Regions from separate parts of the Zea mays genome. Here region 1 is linked to region 2. A link is a contact called in public Hi-C data. All regions are on one chromosome and are shown on one strand. The core of a region is the stretch at or near the end of the contact, and the rest is flanking DNA. Distances in the headings are between cores, read along the strand shown. Region 1 holds the start of LOC100280761 (RNA-binding protein 8A). Region 2 has its middle 150 kb from the start of LOC100193483.

Evidence for each region. Hi-C and Micro-C count contacts between places; a contact is called where the count stands out from the background.
Region 1: a Hi-C map of leaf shows a contact between it and region 2, with 2.6 times the contacts expected there. The contact joins the promoter of LOC100280761 here to the enhancer-like site in region 2. A contact is called at or near these places in 9 of 25 Hi-C or Micro-C datasets (bundle sheath, ear, leaf and 2 more).

Annotation. Positions count from the first base shown.
Region 1 is chr10:90,009,074-90,013,338 of Zm-B73-REFERENCE-NAM-5.0, forward strand. It overlaps LOC100280761 (RNA-binding protein 8A), which reads left to right and starts at 2,916. Exons shown (of 4, transcript NM_001153682.2): 1 at 2,916-3,266. The coding sequence starts at 3,002.
Region 2 is chr10:89,769,589-89,773,977 of Zm-B73-REFERENCE-NAM-5.0, forward strand. It overlaps the pseudogene LOC103642609. Among protein-coding and RNA genes, the nearest start is that of LOC100193483, 150 kb to the left of the region's middle. Within about 2 kb of position 1,998, at least 3 of the 20 cell types and tissues checked have an H3K27ac peak or open chromatin away from gene starts, as enhancers often do. A contact at or near this core is called in bundle sheath and leaf, where this site is marked.

The sequences.
Region 1 (4,265 bases), core at 1,666-4,165, 240 kb after region 2:
AGCATCATATGAAGGGCTACATTCAGTTTCTCAAGTGATTGAACAAGAAAAACAAGGATAAAATTACATTCATATATGAATATGTGTATTTAGATTATACTTAGTAGATTGACTCTAGTGATACTATCTATTTCACCAATTCTTTATAGAGATTTTATACTTAAAGGATTGTTTAAAGAGGAGAAAAATATCAGTATGACCAATGGACTCGAAGATGATGTTGAAGCCATTGAATATAATGCATTAAAGCTAGATGGCAACTTTGATCTGTGATTAAACAATATTTTGTTTGTGTCTTCTATGAAAAGGAACTTGATTTTAATTTCGTATTTAGATGACAATAACATTCACTATCATTTTAGGAGCAAAAAGTGTATTACTAAATGCAATGATATTGGTGTTGGTCTTTCCATCAAACAGTACAAGTTTTATTTACTTCCCAATCATGAATATGAGAATGAGACAAAAGTACATTATTTTTAAGTGTATATGATGTAAGTGTTAAACGTAAGTGAAATGAGAATAAATAATTATCGAAATGACACTATCATTTAGGTCATATCTCAAGGGGAACATTTGAACGATTAATTAAAGAAGAAGTTCTCGATCCATTAGACTTATCCTATTCTAACCAATGCATATAATGTATTAAAGAAAAGTATGTGAAATAAATTAAGGAAGACGCAAAGCAAAGCACGAGAGCTATAGAAATAATTCATACATACATTTATGGTCCTTTTTATATAAAGACAGTGGATGATTTTGATTCATTCATTATATTTACTCATGATTTCTTGTGATATGGGTATGTTTATCTAATTAAGGAATGGTCAGAAACATTAGACAAGTTTAATTTTTTCAAATCTAAAGTTGAGAATTACATGACTTAAATATCAAGATAGTGAGATGGAATCAGGGTGGTAAGTACTAAGGAAAGCATACCTATTATGGCCAAGTTTATTGACCATTTGCAAGGTTCCTACTAGAAGTGATATATTTGACCAATATTCCATATCGTGTGACTCTTAGCAAAATGGAGTGGCTGAAAGGTACATTTGCGCTTTGATGGATATGGTAATAAGCATGATAAGTTACTTCATTTTGTCGATGGAGGTACTAAATACCGTTGCTCATATCCTTTGTATATTTCCCATTAAGTCAATCCCTAAAATATCATATGAGTTATGGGCTAGGAGAAAGTCCTTACTAACTCATTTGCTCGTGTGGAGCAGCATAGCAGAAGCTAAGATATTTAACCTAAATATCATAAACTTAGACCCTAAGATAATAAGTTGTTATTCATTGGCTATCCTAAAAGATCAAAGAGATATTATTTCTACTGTACTCATAAGCATACCAAATTTGTAAAACGAGACATGTTGTATCTTCATAGGATGATATAATTAGGAAGAGTCTGGTACTCCGACATATTGGCCTTGATGAGAAGCAAGTTTGTGCCTCAACTTCTATGGTTTTTACCACTTCTTCGTGGTACATATTATAGTCGCAGTACATGTTGCGGAACCTGATTGTGGTATTTTAGATACAAATGTTAGTGCCCCTGAGTATCTAATTATGACGTTCCAGATTATTGTATATGTAAATGAGGAGACGAAATAACTTCATATAGAAAATAGTAAACATGTTGGAGAATATTTTAGAAACATATTTTAATCTTTAAGGAACACAAAATCAATTGCCTCGTAGCATTTTGGATACCGTTGAAGATGCCACTAGCTGATAGGCAAAAGCAATTGGTCGATGTGGTGTCTTACCTGTTCTAGGGTTTGGTTGGTTCAATTGTAGATTTCTAAAAATCCAATTCTATCTATGAGATGTGAGAAAGCTGCTATGAGCTAACGATTGTGAGAAAACTAAAATATGTTTGGTTGAAACACTCTCAATTGTAGATAATATCGATGACATGAATCTAAAAATTTTGGGGTTGAAAGTGATTCTACATTGAACTAGAAGAATATATAGATTTTAAAAAATCTATTATATTATTGTACCTATTTAATTAAGATTCTAGACTTTTTTGACTGCCAATTTGGTTCAGGAATTTGAACCAAACACACCTCGAGTACTCACATGAAAACTGAGATGCCTATCAGATCAGAGTAGAGATGTCAATGGAGACCCGATACCCGCCAACCCGTAGGGAATTCCCCTATTAGGGTACGGGTATGGGACGAAAATTGTCCCATGGGTATGGATATGAGACAAAATCTCCATCCATTGGGTAAACGGGTATGGGTTTGGGAAGCAATAATCCGAACCTGATTACCCATAAGTATTTCATACGTGTACACCTGTCGTGTTTGTATGAATGAGTTGAGGCCGAGCCGACCACTAAGCCCAGCACGACAGCGCACCAGGCCCCAGGTGCTAGCCCAACAAGGCAACTAGCAGACTAGTAAAAAACAAAACTCTAAAATAACCAGTCATATGCTACACCTTGCCCAAACGACGGTGACAACCATGGATTCTCAGGTGCCAACAACTCAGATGGTGACCAAGGAAGGTGAGAAAACTCCATTTCTCCATTTCTTTTATCGGTCCCGACGTACTTATGTCTTTTCTGATGGATGAATGAATGGATCATGATTCATAGATGCGTGCTTGTCGATGTAGTGATGTCTGAAATCTAGATTGTTTGTGCTATATGTTAGTACCTAGTTATCACTTAATTGGGGATGGAGACCCATTGGGGACCCGAAACCCGAATGTGAATGAGTATGTGATGAGTTTTGTACTCATGATGAGTATGAGAATGAGTATGTGAATGGATCAAACATGATCGGGATGAGTATGAGATGCTATAACTCGGTGGGGAATTTTCCCATTGACATCTCTAGATCAGAGGCGTCTTACAAATGCTAATAATAATATCTCAGGGGTTACCTTGAAAAGTCGCCTAGCAATTCCCGAAATCCCCAAAAGTCGCCCTTCCCCCAACCCTATCCAACCGAATCCAGCGGCGGCGGCGGCGGCGGCGGCTATGGCGGCGGTTATGAACGCCGATGTGGAGGTGGTCGACTTCGACCTAGACGACGACGACCTCATGGACGAGGATGCCGGGCCGGATCCAGCGCCGGCCCCCACCTCGCGTCTCCGCTCCACCATCGCGGGCGACGACGCGCCGCGTAGGACCAAGGGCCGCGGCTTCCGCGAGGACCCCAACTCCTCTGCGCCCCGCGATTCGCGCTTTGGCGCGGGGGGACGCGCCGACCTCGACTCGCTCGGCGGCCCGGGACCCATCCAATGTACGCCTTCTCCTCTCTTTCTTTATTTTCTTTTTTTTTTCCTCAAAGGTTTGCTTGAACTGCTAGCGTTTTTTTGGTAACGTATTACTGAGGCAAGTAGGACTGTTTGATTCTCAAATTTGTTATGGGTGCCTAACTGCCTGTGTAGTCAGTATTTGTGTCGCTTCGATGTATTGCTTTCTCTGTCTGATGAGCGGATATGGGGTGTTCGAATAACCTTAATATTTCTCATTGATCGGTTAATTCCATGGCCGACTTAGCAAAACTTGTTCCGATGTGGAAAAGATCGATTTTTTCGCAAGTAATGTGATGTGGGGCTTTGGGTGATCTAGTTGCTGCAGTGAATTGTTCTATGGGTTTTGTCTAGGGAACTTAATCTCAGGTTACACCTTACCCCGATATTAATAGTGATAGTGATGGGTCGAGGGTATAATAATAAATTCAAGTGTTCTACTTTTTTTTTTGTAGCTATACCAAGAGAGTTATTTTCAACCTGACTACTGTTATATGACATTGTTTATTTCTGTAGTTCTAAAGTTTTGGTTCATGTGAGGTCGCAATTGAGCTTCTTTGTTGTTTCCCTTGCATCAGTTGGAACTTTATACAATTATTCAATCACAGCTCCTAAAATCTTCCCTCTAATTCCTCTTTCTTAACTAGCCCAGCCTTATCTATGGCTTGGGCTGGACGGACACTTGGAATGGTGCTGTTATTAGTGGCATTTGGAGTGCTTGGCAAAGAGGTGGTCTCACACTTGCTGCAACATGGTACGGACATTTAAATGTTCAGTCCACGAAGGGCTGAATATTACTATATCATAAAAACACAAGGATAAAGCGCTGGATGAAAGGCTTCAAGACATCATTCATCAATGCCTGGACCTTGGAATGTGGCTAGAGCGTTGGTCAGCGGGAAACTTGTTGTGGCCCAGGTGGGTACGAAACGTCGTCTTGGTGATGTCACCAAAGATGGTACTCACTGTGCAGGTCAATCTTGGTG
Region 2 (4,389 bases), core at 748-3,247:
TTGATTTGTTGTTTAACAGCAGCATCCGACGGGTGGACAAGATATGACATGTCGGCAAGCAGGGCCGGCCGGGGGACAGGGACAAGACAAGTAACCCCCGGCCCGAGCATCATGGACCGTCAATTCTCTACTATATTAAAGCATTAGTTTGAACGGTCGTACTGCATCATTTTTTAAAAAAAAACCCTTATATTTCTTTAAAATCAGCCTACGGTCTAAGATCGTATCCCATCCTCTACCTTATTTGTTTGCACATCAGCATTCTTGTAGCTGTCGCTCTAGCAACAAATCTCATCCATTTCGCAACAACATTCGCCCACTTCTTCCGCTGTTGCACCGCCACCGGCGAGGAAGATTAGGGCGCTCGCCTCCAGATAAAAATGCTCACTAGGTGATAAAAGTTGCATCGAGTCTAGCCAACTCTAAACCTCCTCGTCGCCCCCAGGGACCGGGAGTCCGTCGCCTAGCTCACTCGTCTTCCGCTCCGGCGCGAGCTCCGCTCCTCTCATTCAACATAGGGTGTAGTTCGTGCATTCCACACATCACCAAATGCAGCAAGGTCTTATACAGATTTCTAGCCATTTAATTGTGGAACATTGCTAGAGCATAACTATGAAAAAGTTTTGTTCAGGCCGAATTCATTTCACATTGAATTTTAAGTGAAACCAACTACACAATTGGAAATAAGTACAAGGCTCTGTAAAAGCAGAAAATATTTTTATTGTTTGATATGATACTCTAAAGACAAGAGCAAGTATGTATTTCAGTAATCATGTTAAGCGTTAGATCAAGTGTAATATTTGTTTCACCGGTTCAATATCTGGTATATGAATAATATGTTCACTTTGACATTAAATTCATTTATTATGTGTATTTTTATGTGGAAGGTCCATTAAGACTCTCAAGTGTCGCTTGGTCACCCAATTAATATCATCAAATATGGTTGGATACCGTCACAATGCACGGGTATTATACTAGTATTATTTATTCCTCTCTTATGATCTTATAATATCAATACAACATTGGGTTTGCAGGGCCTCTCAAAGTAAAACAGAAGCCCATTAGGACTCCAAATATAATCCAGTATCTTATTAAGTGGAGAGTGGTCTGCTGTTATTATTAACAGCTGGATATTTTTTTCTCAAAATTGTTCCCAACCTTTTTATTTGTTATTATTATTATTGTAACATCAGCAAGGTGAAGGAGCTCGATCTACTCTAGTTGGAGATTGGTCTATCGTACGTATAATCCTCTTTATGACTAGTTTGGGAACTCCATTTTTCCAATGGATGTCTATTTTCCTAAGGGAAAATTAACTAATTTTCCTTGGGAAAATGAGGTTTCCAAACTAGCCATTAGATTTTGGTATTTGGCAGGTTTATCGGTCGACAAAGTAGTTGATTGGCTCTTCCTTTAATTTGGTATGGTCGATATCATATTATTCGACAAACGGAGGTCTCTAGGTGGCAGAGGCTTCATTATTTATGCCTTTATTTTCACGTTTACGCCTTTCTCTATGTCTGCATATGAGTGAATGTGTTCAAGTGTATATGTGTAGATTGCCTACTTTCTCTTAACAACTTAAGTTTTTAGATTGAACCGATTAGTGCGCCATTTTATGGTTTGCACCGAGCTCAAAAACCAAGAATGTGACGTGGGCAGGGTTGAACCCTGTACACACTCAGCTCAAATCAAGCAGTACCACTACAACGCATGGCTATCTGTATTATATGAAGCTAATCTGATTGGGAAAATTAAATGTGAGGCACTCTTTTGAATGTTCTTAAAAGAAATCTGATTGGGAAAAGCTTCAACATATACAATCAGACTCATAGTGAGTTTCTACCTGAAAAAAATCATTGAAAAATTACTTGAAACCCGTTTAAAATAAAAAGAAAGACATGCAGACAAATTGAAATGTCACGTTGCATTTGACATGGACGCGGCAGAACATTTTTGGGCCAATTGCATTTTGGGGACCGGACTCATTTTGGATCACACATTATGGGAACGGGCCGGGCCGTACATCGTTTTGGATTACATCGTGGGACAAAATGAAGCACAGGAAATTCTGTACGGAAAAGGGGGAGGGGCTGTGAAACACAACCATGACTCAAAGTACAAGGTATCTCTACTACTCTATAAGGACGCAGTGTGGGCGTCCATAGTAGCGTCACCATGCCCCCGCCCCGCGAGTCGTCCCTGTCCCACCGCCTCGCGTCCTGCTGTCGCGCTGATGCCTCCCCACCGAAATCTATACGCCTTGCGTCTCGCTATATGCGCCCCCGCCCCGACGGCCCCCTCTGCGCCATCCTCGCCTGCAAGCCCTCGCGATTCCAGCATTGTCGTCGCGATGCCCGCGCACGCGCACCCCCTCCCCTCGGCGCCCCTCGCTTCCCCCAGCCATGCAATGCTCGCCTCAGCCTTCGCCTTGACAGAGGACGCACGACCGTTGTGCCCGCCCTGCTCGCGATGACCCATCCTCCCCCCGATTATCGTCGTCGCACCCACCTCCGCTCGCGATGCCCCCTGCCACCCGCCGCACCCACCTCCGCTACTCTATAAGGACGCAGTGTGGGCGTCCACAGTAGCGTCACCATGCCCCCGCCCCACGAGTCGTCCCTGTCCCACCGCCTCGCGTCCCGCTATTGCGCTGATGCCTCCCCACCAAAATCTATACGCCTTGCGTCCCGCTATATGCGCCCCCGCCCCGACGGCCCCCTCCGCGCCATCCTCGCCTGTAAGCCCTCGCGATTCCAGCGCCGTTGTCGCAATGCCCACGCACCCCCTCCCCTCAGCGCCCCTCGCTTCCACCCGCCCCAACGCCCCCACCCCTGTCTTCCCCCAGCCGCGCAATGCTCGCCTTAGCCTTCGCCTTGACAGAGGACGCACGGCCGCCCTGCTAGCGGTGACCCCTTCCCTCCCCCTGATAGTCGTCGCCGCACCCACCTCCGCTCGCGATGCCCCCTGCCACCCGCCACACCCACCTCCGCTACTCTATAAGGACACAGTGTGGGAGTCCAGAGTAGCGTCACCATGCCCTCGCGCGCCCCACGAGTTGTCCCTGTCCCACCGCCTCGTGTCCTGCTATCGCGCTGATGCCTCCCCACCAATATCTATACGCCTCGCTTCCCGCTATATGCGCCCCCGCCCCGACGGCCCCCTCCGCGCCATCCTCGCCTGCAAGCCCTCGCGATTCCAGCGTCGTCGTCGCGATGCCCGCACACGTGCACCCCCTCCCCTCGGTGTCCCTCGCTTCCACCCACCCCGACGCCCCCGCCCCCGTCTTCCCCAGCCATGCAATGCTCGCCTCAGCCTTCGCCTCGATAGAGGACACACGGCCGCTGCGCCCGCCCTGCTCGCGGTGACCCCCCTCCCTTCCCCCGATAGTTGTCGCCACACCCACCTCCGCTCGCGATGCCCCTGCCACCCATCAACACACACCTCTTCCCCTACCTCGCTCGCCCGAGATCTACCGCGACAACCGCAGTAGGACGGACACTGGGGCTTTGAAGTAGTTGGTGGCCGCGACTGCGAGGCCGAGACGAGATAGATTGAGAGAGGTGGGCAGATGGCGACACTGTCGTCGTCGCTTTGCTCCAGCTTCGCCTCCCTGCAGAGCGCCTTCATCGGCCACCCTCGCATCATCACGTCATCTACGCCCCGGTTAGTTTCCCCTTCCCTGCTTCCTATTTGGCCGTGTCTGAGTAGCGACACCCTCACGTGAGGTACGAAGGTAGTAGCACCGAGCGGGCGGGTGGCTACCTCTTCCATTTAGTCACATACTAGCATCTCGCTCGTCGTCAGTCGTAGTTCCTAGCGATCTCTTGTCTCATTGCTGGCCCCCGACGGCTCCGTGTGGCTGCTACTACGAATTCCATTCTTAAATTTTTGTCCACCTGATGGCAGCCTCCAAGTGGCCCAGAGTCTCTCAAACTACGCAGCTGTAGACAACTTATATAGTTGCAACAGTTTTAGTCTTTTGCTGCTGCAAACATGAAATCCAATTCTCTGTTGAACCTGTATTGTGAGTTTATGCGCTATGGCCCAACAACGAATTCGTATTGATTTTTTCTTTGAAGAGGTAGATTAGGGATCTCAATCATTCCAAATGTGTTATTTTCCATCATTTTTGTCTCTGTTGAATCTGTGTTGCTGCTTGTCATTTCTCTATTAAGATAAAATCTGAGGAAAAAAACTTTATATCGATCAACAAGTCTAAAGCTTGCAGTAGAGTGGGCTTATTTGAAATGATTTTGATTATCAATTTTGTGGCACCTGATAAAAGGAACTCAAGTGACATTCAGAGATGAGAGATTGCCTGGATTTCTAGCAAGGTTCATGCAACGTCGGGAGGTGGAAAATTATTTTTTGTCAACCTCAAAGTAT